Linked DNA regions of Mus musculus: region 1 is linked to region 2. The links are chromatin contacts, called in public HiChIP or PLAC-seq maps. All regions are on one chromosome and are shown on one strand. Each heading gives the region's core, a stretch centred on a gene start, on an enhancer-like site or on the middle of the called end of the contact. The rest is flanking DNA. Distances are from core to core; before and after follow the strand shown.

Region 1 (3,674 bases), core at 1,145-3,644, 120 kb after region 2:
GGACATTCCTGCTCTGCAGAAGACCAGCTTAATGCCCCACCCCCACCCCATGGCCTGACACGGAGGCAAATGTATCGTCCAGAGACAGCGTGCTGGTTTATTGGGGGAAGGACGGCCCACAGCCCAGGCACAGAAGAGGTGGGTGAGTCTGAGGTTGCCGACACCGTGCAGGGAACCAGCCAGGCAGGAGCCTAGACCAGAGCGCCAAGCCAAGGACTGGCCCAAGAACAGGACTGTGGCAGAGTCACGTTGTAGAAAAAGCCTGTTAGACCCGTGTAGTCCCAAGACAAATGGTTACAGAGACTCAGGTACCAGAGGAGGGAGGCAGAGTGAGGGGGCTATCTCAGGGTCTAGGGGCCACAGCTCAAGCACCTTGCTGATGGGGAAGCAGGTAGACAGTAGATTAATCCTGGAATAGTTCACAAATGTCAGAAGTCATGCAAATAATCAGACACTCATCCAGATCTTGGGACCCACCCATTATAAGGGGAAAGTAACAGACTGTCATCCGGGACAGTCCCAAAGAGGGTGAGCACTTGAGCCCTGGGCTGGACAGTAAGCAGTACTGTTTCCCAGCTAATGGTTCCTCATGACCTGTTCTGACACCATGGGCTTCCTCCTGGCGTGTGTTCTGGAAGTTTGCAGAGGAAACATCTGCCGGAGAATATATCACCACAACAGTTTGCCTCTTACACATATCTATTCAGCACGGTCTCACACACACTAGCCACCGAGTCACCAACAAATCACCTATTGCTTATTCAAAATGGTGGAGCATCCTCCATCCTTCCACGGGTCAGCCTGCATGACCCGGGACCTCCCCCTCTTCCAGACCTCCAGACTGTAAGGACCACATAGGTCTAGAACTGCCAAAGCTTAGTGGGCGTCATCTACCCATTCACGGGTAGGGCAGAGGTGGGGCCATGAGCCATGCAACTCACTGTCTCAGGAGCAGGGCACATTGGAGCCAAACCACAGGAATGAGTGACATGAACCAGTTATAGCCTGCGTGTGCCCCTTGTTCCTTCTGAGGAAAATACAGCTAACCCCCATTCTGCAGTTGGGAGTCTGAGACGGGGTCTAGCCATGTAGCTCAGGTTGGCCTTGACCTTGTGTAGCTCAGGCTGACTTTGAACACATGCCAATTATCCTGCCCTAACCTCCTAACCGTGGAATTCCAGCCACATGTCACCGAATGCAAATGAGGACATGGCCATTCCGAGATGTGGTTGATGAGAAGGGGTGAGCACAGCCAGAGGGAGAGAGAGTCCAGAGCAAGGAGAGAAAGTAGTGGACTGAACTTGGCCGGTAGACTGAACGGGGCCACGAGGGGCGGGGGACAACTGAGAGAGGAAGAGGAGAGATGCGTGTGTTTGTTGGGGGCGGGGGACCAAGAGGACAAGGACAGTGTTTGGCTTAATGGCAGGGTTATATAGGAAAGAGAAGCTGGGAGGGAGTGGGGGAGGGGGTGGGGGTGGAGTGAAGCCCCTGGGTTGGAGAGGTTTAGGGTAGGGGTTGGGTGAGAAGAGCTGAGAGGAGCCACAGGTATTAAGTGAGCCTGACCACCCGGTGTGTGTGCTTTGGTGTGCTAACAGGAACCACAGTTAGTCATTTGTCCTGAGTTTCTTTGGGACCCAACAGTCACCACACCAGAATCTCTAATTTTATACTGTAAGAAACCAAAGTCCTGTGAGCCAATGGGACCACCCAGATCACAGCTAATAAGCACAGGTCTGTGTCCAGTCACCAACACACAGCACCTAAGTGGCCCACGGTACAGTGTCCTGCCTAACTGGAAAGTCACACAGGAAAATTGCCTGCCCCAACTGCAGCCTTTGCAGATCCTGATTGAACCCGCTGCATGACTGTGCCTCTCCTCTGACACGGCACCAGGCACACCAGGAGGACCTTTCCTTTACTAGCAGCGACATGATAAAAGCATGCATATTGGGTATGGAGACAAGGATTCACATAAGGTGAAATCTACTCTTGTCCTGCACAGCTAGACACAGGGGACAGGGCTGGGGCTAGGGCAGCTGGGGCTGGGGCTGGGGCTAGGGCTAGGGAGGCTGGGGCTGGGGCTAGAGCTAGGGCGGCTGGGGCTAGAGCTAGGGCGGCTGGGGATGGGGCTAGGGCTAGGGTGGTGTCAGGTGTGACTGTCAGAGAATCCCACTTGTGCTGGGTGGTGGTGGTGCATACCTTTAATCCCAGCAGATCAGCTTGGTCTACACAGCAAGTTCCAGGATAGCCATGGCTACATAGAGAAACCCTGTCTCGAAAGACTTAAAAAACAAAACAAACACTTCCCCATTTTCAAGCAGGGCTTATGTAGGTGGCAGCTGGTCCCCACATACTTTTCTGAGCCCCTGGTGTCCAGGGAGTTCCTTGTGAACTGCTGCAGGCTGCCAGCCAGCAGTGCCTACAAAGCCTGAGTCACAGCAACCTCCCCTTGGGATCTGTACCTGCTTCACTGGACCAGCCTCATCTCCAAACCAAAGTGACAGACACTGGTCCCCAGGAGCACAGCAGCAGGGGCCTTGTAAAGATAAACGCCTGTCTGCTCTGACAACGCCAGAGGGAACGAAACAAAGTGACTCCAGGAAACACATGACATTTCATCTTTTTGAAACACATCATGGTTGTTTAACCCTTTTAAAAATGCAACGTTGAATGAATATGAACACATTTTAAGGAGTTGCATCATGGCTAGGCAGTGGGGGCGCACGCCTTTCATCCCAGCACTCGGGAGGCAGAGGCAGGTGGATCTTTGAGTTCAAGGCCAGCCTGGTCTACAGAGTGAGTTCCAGTTCAGCCAGGGCTATACAGAGAAACCCTGTCTTGAAAAACCAAAATAGATAGATAGATAGATAGGTAGGTAGATAGATAGACAGACAGACAGAAAGACAGAGAGAGAGAGAGAGAGAGAGAGAGAGAGAGAGACAGACACAGAGAGAAACAGAAGAAGAGGAGAAGGAAGAAGAATGAGGAGGAGGAAGAGGAGGAAGGGGGAAGAGGAAGGGAGGGGAGGAGGAAGAAGAGGAGAGGAAAAGGAGGAGGGAAAGGGAGGGGGAGGAGGAGGGGAGGGGAGGAGGAGGAGGGAGGAGGAATAGAAGCTGCAGCAGCAGCTTCATCAGGGGCTGGAGAGATGACTCACATTTACAGACACTGCTCTCGCAGACAGAGGTTTTAGTTCCCAACCCTACTTTGACGAGCCTGTAACCCCAGCTCTGGGTAATCTGGTGCCCCCTCCTGGTTTCCTTGGGTCACACACATGGGACACACACACAAATAATAAGATAAAGTCAGATGTGGTGGCACACACCTTTAATCCCAGCACTTGGGAGGCAGAGGCAGGTAGATCTCTGTGAGTTCTAGGCCAGCCTGGTCTACATGGCAAGTTCCAGGCCATCCAGAGGTACCTATCTCAAAAATAATAAATCTTTAAAAAAGGAAGTTCCATCACATACCGAAGCTGTTGTTTTTGTGTGTGCATGTGTGCGTGCGTGCGTGCGTGCGTGTGTGTGTGTGTGTGTGCATGTGTGCACTTGCAAGTGCTTGAGCCCCAGTGATGTGGACTCCTCCACCTTGCATTGAGTCTTTATTTACAAGGCCTGCTCAGGAAAGCACTCTGGAAAACTGAAATTCCAAAACGGGTGTTTAGCAGGGACTGGGTG
Region 2 (3,376 bases), core at 694-3,193:
GTGGGTCCTCCATCAGTCAGCCCTAGAGTCCAGGCACTTTTAGGATGCATTATGTTGTATTTACTTAAAACCAATGAATCATGTCTTCCTTTTGTGTGTAAATGCCATGTCTTCTTGTTGAGCTAAATATTGACAGTCATATCCTATGCCAGGCATTCTGCTGCAAAACAATAAAGCAACATGAAAACAAGTGTTATCTAGGATTTTAGAACCTTAATTTTCATTTTTTAATATATGAGTTTTTTACCTGCATATATGTCTGGGCACCCTATATGTACTTGGTGCCTATGGAGACCAGAAGAAGGTTAGGGATCCCCTACAATTGGAGTTATACACGGTTGTGAGCTGCCATGTTGGTGCTTGGAGCAACCAGTGCTCTTAACTTCTGAGTCATCCCTCCAGCCCAATTTTATAGAACTTCAAATATCTGTAATAATATTGGGGCTGGGAGATGGTTTAGCTGTTAATCACACTGGCTGTTCTCAGTAGTGGTTCTCAGTAGTGGCAATCATCAAACTCCAGTTCCAAGGAATGTGATGCCCTCTTCTGGCCTCCATGAGCACCAGGCACACAGATATACATGCAGGCAAACCACCTAACACACCTAAAATAAAAAATTTTTAAATTGTAATATAAGCCCTCTGTGGTCAGGTACTTGCTTAGCATGTTTGAGGCTGTGGCTTTGCACTGATGAGGGCTTACTCATGGGGCCTAGGGAGAGTTATCAATATAATTACTGTATTAGCAACACTCTATTGTATATGTAATGTGCAGTGAAGAGAACTTAGGTCTGTAAGCTATATCCTACTCTACTTGCCTCTAAACCTTCAGTAAGAAACCTAACACATAAATGAATGCTGACCAGGATGGTACCCAGCGGGTACACTGTCCCTTACAATGCACTGGGCAGTGGCTGTAGCTCACAGGACAGACCCTTGGGTATGATTCTTCTCTGCACTGACCATTTGCCCAATCATCCTCCACCTTTTGTGCAATCTCTTTTACCAAGGTAGTCTATGTGACCAGTAAAATGTGGAAAAAAGACAACATACAATTTTCAAGATTAGGTTATAAAAGGCACTATGGTAAACTGGGTGGTGGTGGCACACAGAGCCAGGCAGAGCGCTTTGAGTTCCAAGACCAGCCTGGTCTATACAGTGAGATCCGGGACAGTTAGGGTTACACAGACAAAATGTCTCAAATAAATAAATAAATAAATAAATAAATAAATAAATAAGGGGAAGCTCCATGGAAACAGCATGGTGGCACACACCAAAAATCCCAGCACTTGAGAGGCTGAGGCCGGAAGATTGGTAGTTTAAGGCCAGCGGGTCACTTCTAAATAATCATGATTCGAGGACCCTCGGAGAGTCCTGTGGAGAAAAGTGACAAGGGTGCGGCACTAGCTCAACAGCTAGAGGGGGACGCGACCAGGCGTGCCAGTTAAGTGAGGTGCTGTTAACTTTTCCTGGGGAGACGCCACCAAACCCCAAAAAACCCCTGGGGGACACGAACCACAGCCCAAAGCGCGATTTCACAGAAGTCTCTACAACTCGGCGAGACAGAAGTCTCTACAACTCGGCGAGACCCGTGAGGGTACTGGACGTGTACGGAGCACCAGTGACGGGTTACTCACGGGCGAGGGCGAGCAGTGCTCCAAGTCACTCAGAACCCGCGTGGGCGAATACGACCGTTGACCAACCGGGCGCCTTCTCCTCCTCCTCCCACGTCCATTGCCGGGTTCCGGGCTCGCCAGGCGGCCTCTATGTGGTTGCTAAGCACGAAGCGCAGGCGGTAGAAGATGGCCAGTATGTCCTGATTGCCAAGGTTCCCCATGGCCACCTGACGATCCAGAGGCATGGCGCCCGGACCGAGCAGGACCTCCTGAGATTAACTGTTACCGCCGCCGCCTCAGAGACCAACTGCCGTGGGCGCGCGCTCACAGCGCGTGGAAGTAAGCTCCGCCCCCAACGCCCCGCCCCCCAGCCCCGCCCACACCCAGCGCCCCAGCCACTCTTCTTCTGCCTCTCGCGCAGGCCGCTCTGGCCCTGCCCCCTCAAGCCCCGCCTCCTGCTCGTCGCCCACGTGCCGCTCGTTCTGTTCCCGCCCTTACTGCCCTCACTGCCCTCACGTGCGCAGACGCCAAGTGCTCAGGTGCGCCTGCGCCTCTACAGAAAGCGAAGGGGTGGCCAAAGCAGGACTTTACCCTCACGCTGTACTGTCACTGGTCCTGTTTTATTCTCCGCTAAAGCCAAACCCTGAATCTGTGGTAGAAAATTATTATTATTATTGTTATTATTTTTTGTAGAAAATTTTGGTTTTGGTTACTGGAGAGACCGCTCAGTAATTAAGAGCGCTGAGTGTTCTTCAAGAGGACCCAAAGTTGGATTGTCAACATTGACAACCTCAGTTGGAGGGGGACTTCACACCCTCTTCTGGCCTCCACACACAGGCAATAGGCACTATAGGCTCGTGGTACAGATATACATAAATACAGGCAAAGCACAGTAACAGGAAATAAAAATCATATATACATATACATAAACATACACACACACATATATATATATGGAGAGAGAGAGAGAGAGAGAGATGGGGGTCGTATGTAATCCAATTTAGCATCGAACTCATGTAGTTGAGGATGAAGCTGACTTTTTGATCCTTCTGCCTCCATAAACCGAGTGTTGGAAGGACAGACATGCATCACCACCGTGTTTCTGCTCGGATGGAAGGGTATCCTGGGACTTGGAAGCCCAGGAATCACAGCTACTCCTGAGCAAGGGGGAGGGGGCTTCTCTGGAATGTGGCTGATATGTCCAATGAGATATTAACTATGAATATCTGTGTATATGCTTGTGGTCATCTGAGAGTCCTGGAGCTGGTGACCCTCTGGAAGAGCCTTAGACTATCTTAAGTAATGAGCCATCTTTCCAGCACCCCACGAGCTTAGCTAGCACCTGGGCTCCACCCCAAGCTTACAGGACACCAGTAACTGGAAGGCTGAAACTCCAAGCAGGTGCCTCTTTTAGAAGGGTGTGGGGTAGCTGGAAGGCTGAAACTCCAAGCAGGTGCCTCTTTTAGAAGGGTGTGGGGTAGCTGGAGAACCTGGCCTCAGGTAGGGTGCAGCTGTAGAAGAAGAGGTTTGAGAGTCAAGTTCAGCTGGCTGCTTGCCAGCTCCCTGGCTTTCAGCATTTTCTTCTCCAGGGGTGCCCTTTGCGCCTCTGCACTGTTTTGTTAACTCTTTTCTTTTTTCTTTTCTTTTCTCTTCTCTTTTATTTTTTCTTTTCTATTCTTTTCTTCTTTCTTTCTTTCTTTCTTTCTTTCTTTCTTTCTTTCTTTCTTTCTTTCTTTCTTTCTTTCTTTCCTTCTTTCTTTC

What was found. HiChIP or PLAC-seq counts read pairs in DNA pulled down with a chosen protein or histone mark.
Region 1: a CTCF HiChIP or PLAC-seq map of the NIH/3T3 cell line shows a contact between it and region 2, with 13 read pairs. The contact joins the enhancer-like site here to the promoter of 1700001L05Rik in region 2. A contact is called at or near these places in 6 of 39 promoter capture datasets (the C10 cell line, the HPC-7 cell line, embryonic stem cells and 3 more), 3 of 15 datasets of contacts at CTCF or cohesin (the NIH/3T3 cell line, large pre-B cells and pro-B cells), 88 of 484 Hi-C or Micro-C datasets (8-cell embryo, B cells, the BV-2 cell line and 40 more), 20 of 115 datasets of contacts at active chromatin or transcription factors (the HPC-7 cell line, acute myeloid leukemia, bone marrow-derived dendritic cells and 11 more) and 4 of 9 other capture datasets (adipose tissue, embryonic stem cells, liver and 1 more).

What each region holds. Positions count from the first base shown.
Region 1 is chr15:83,480,462-83,484,135 of GRCm38.p6, forward strand. Ttll1 (tubulin tyrosine ligase-like 1) reads right to left here. Exons shown (of 12, transcript NM_178869.4): 12 at 3,308-3,674. Among named protein-coding and RNA genes, the nearest start is that of Gm52181, 4.2 kb to the left of the region's middle. Within about 2 kb of position 2,395, at least 52 of the 459 cell types and tissues checked have an H3K27ac peak or open chromatin away from gene starts, as enhancers often do. A contact at or near this core is called in B cells, the BV-2 cell line, the C2C12 cell line and 13 more, where this site is marked.
Region 2 is chr15:83,365,354-83,368,729 of GRCm38.p6, forward strand. It overlaps 1700001L05Rik (RIKEN cDNA 1700001L05 gene), which reads right to left and starts at 1,944. Exons shown (of 4, transcript NR_027980.1): 1 at 1,637-1,944; 2 at 1-157.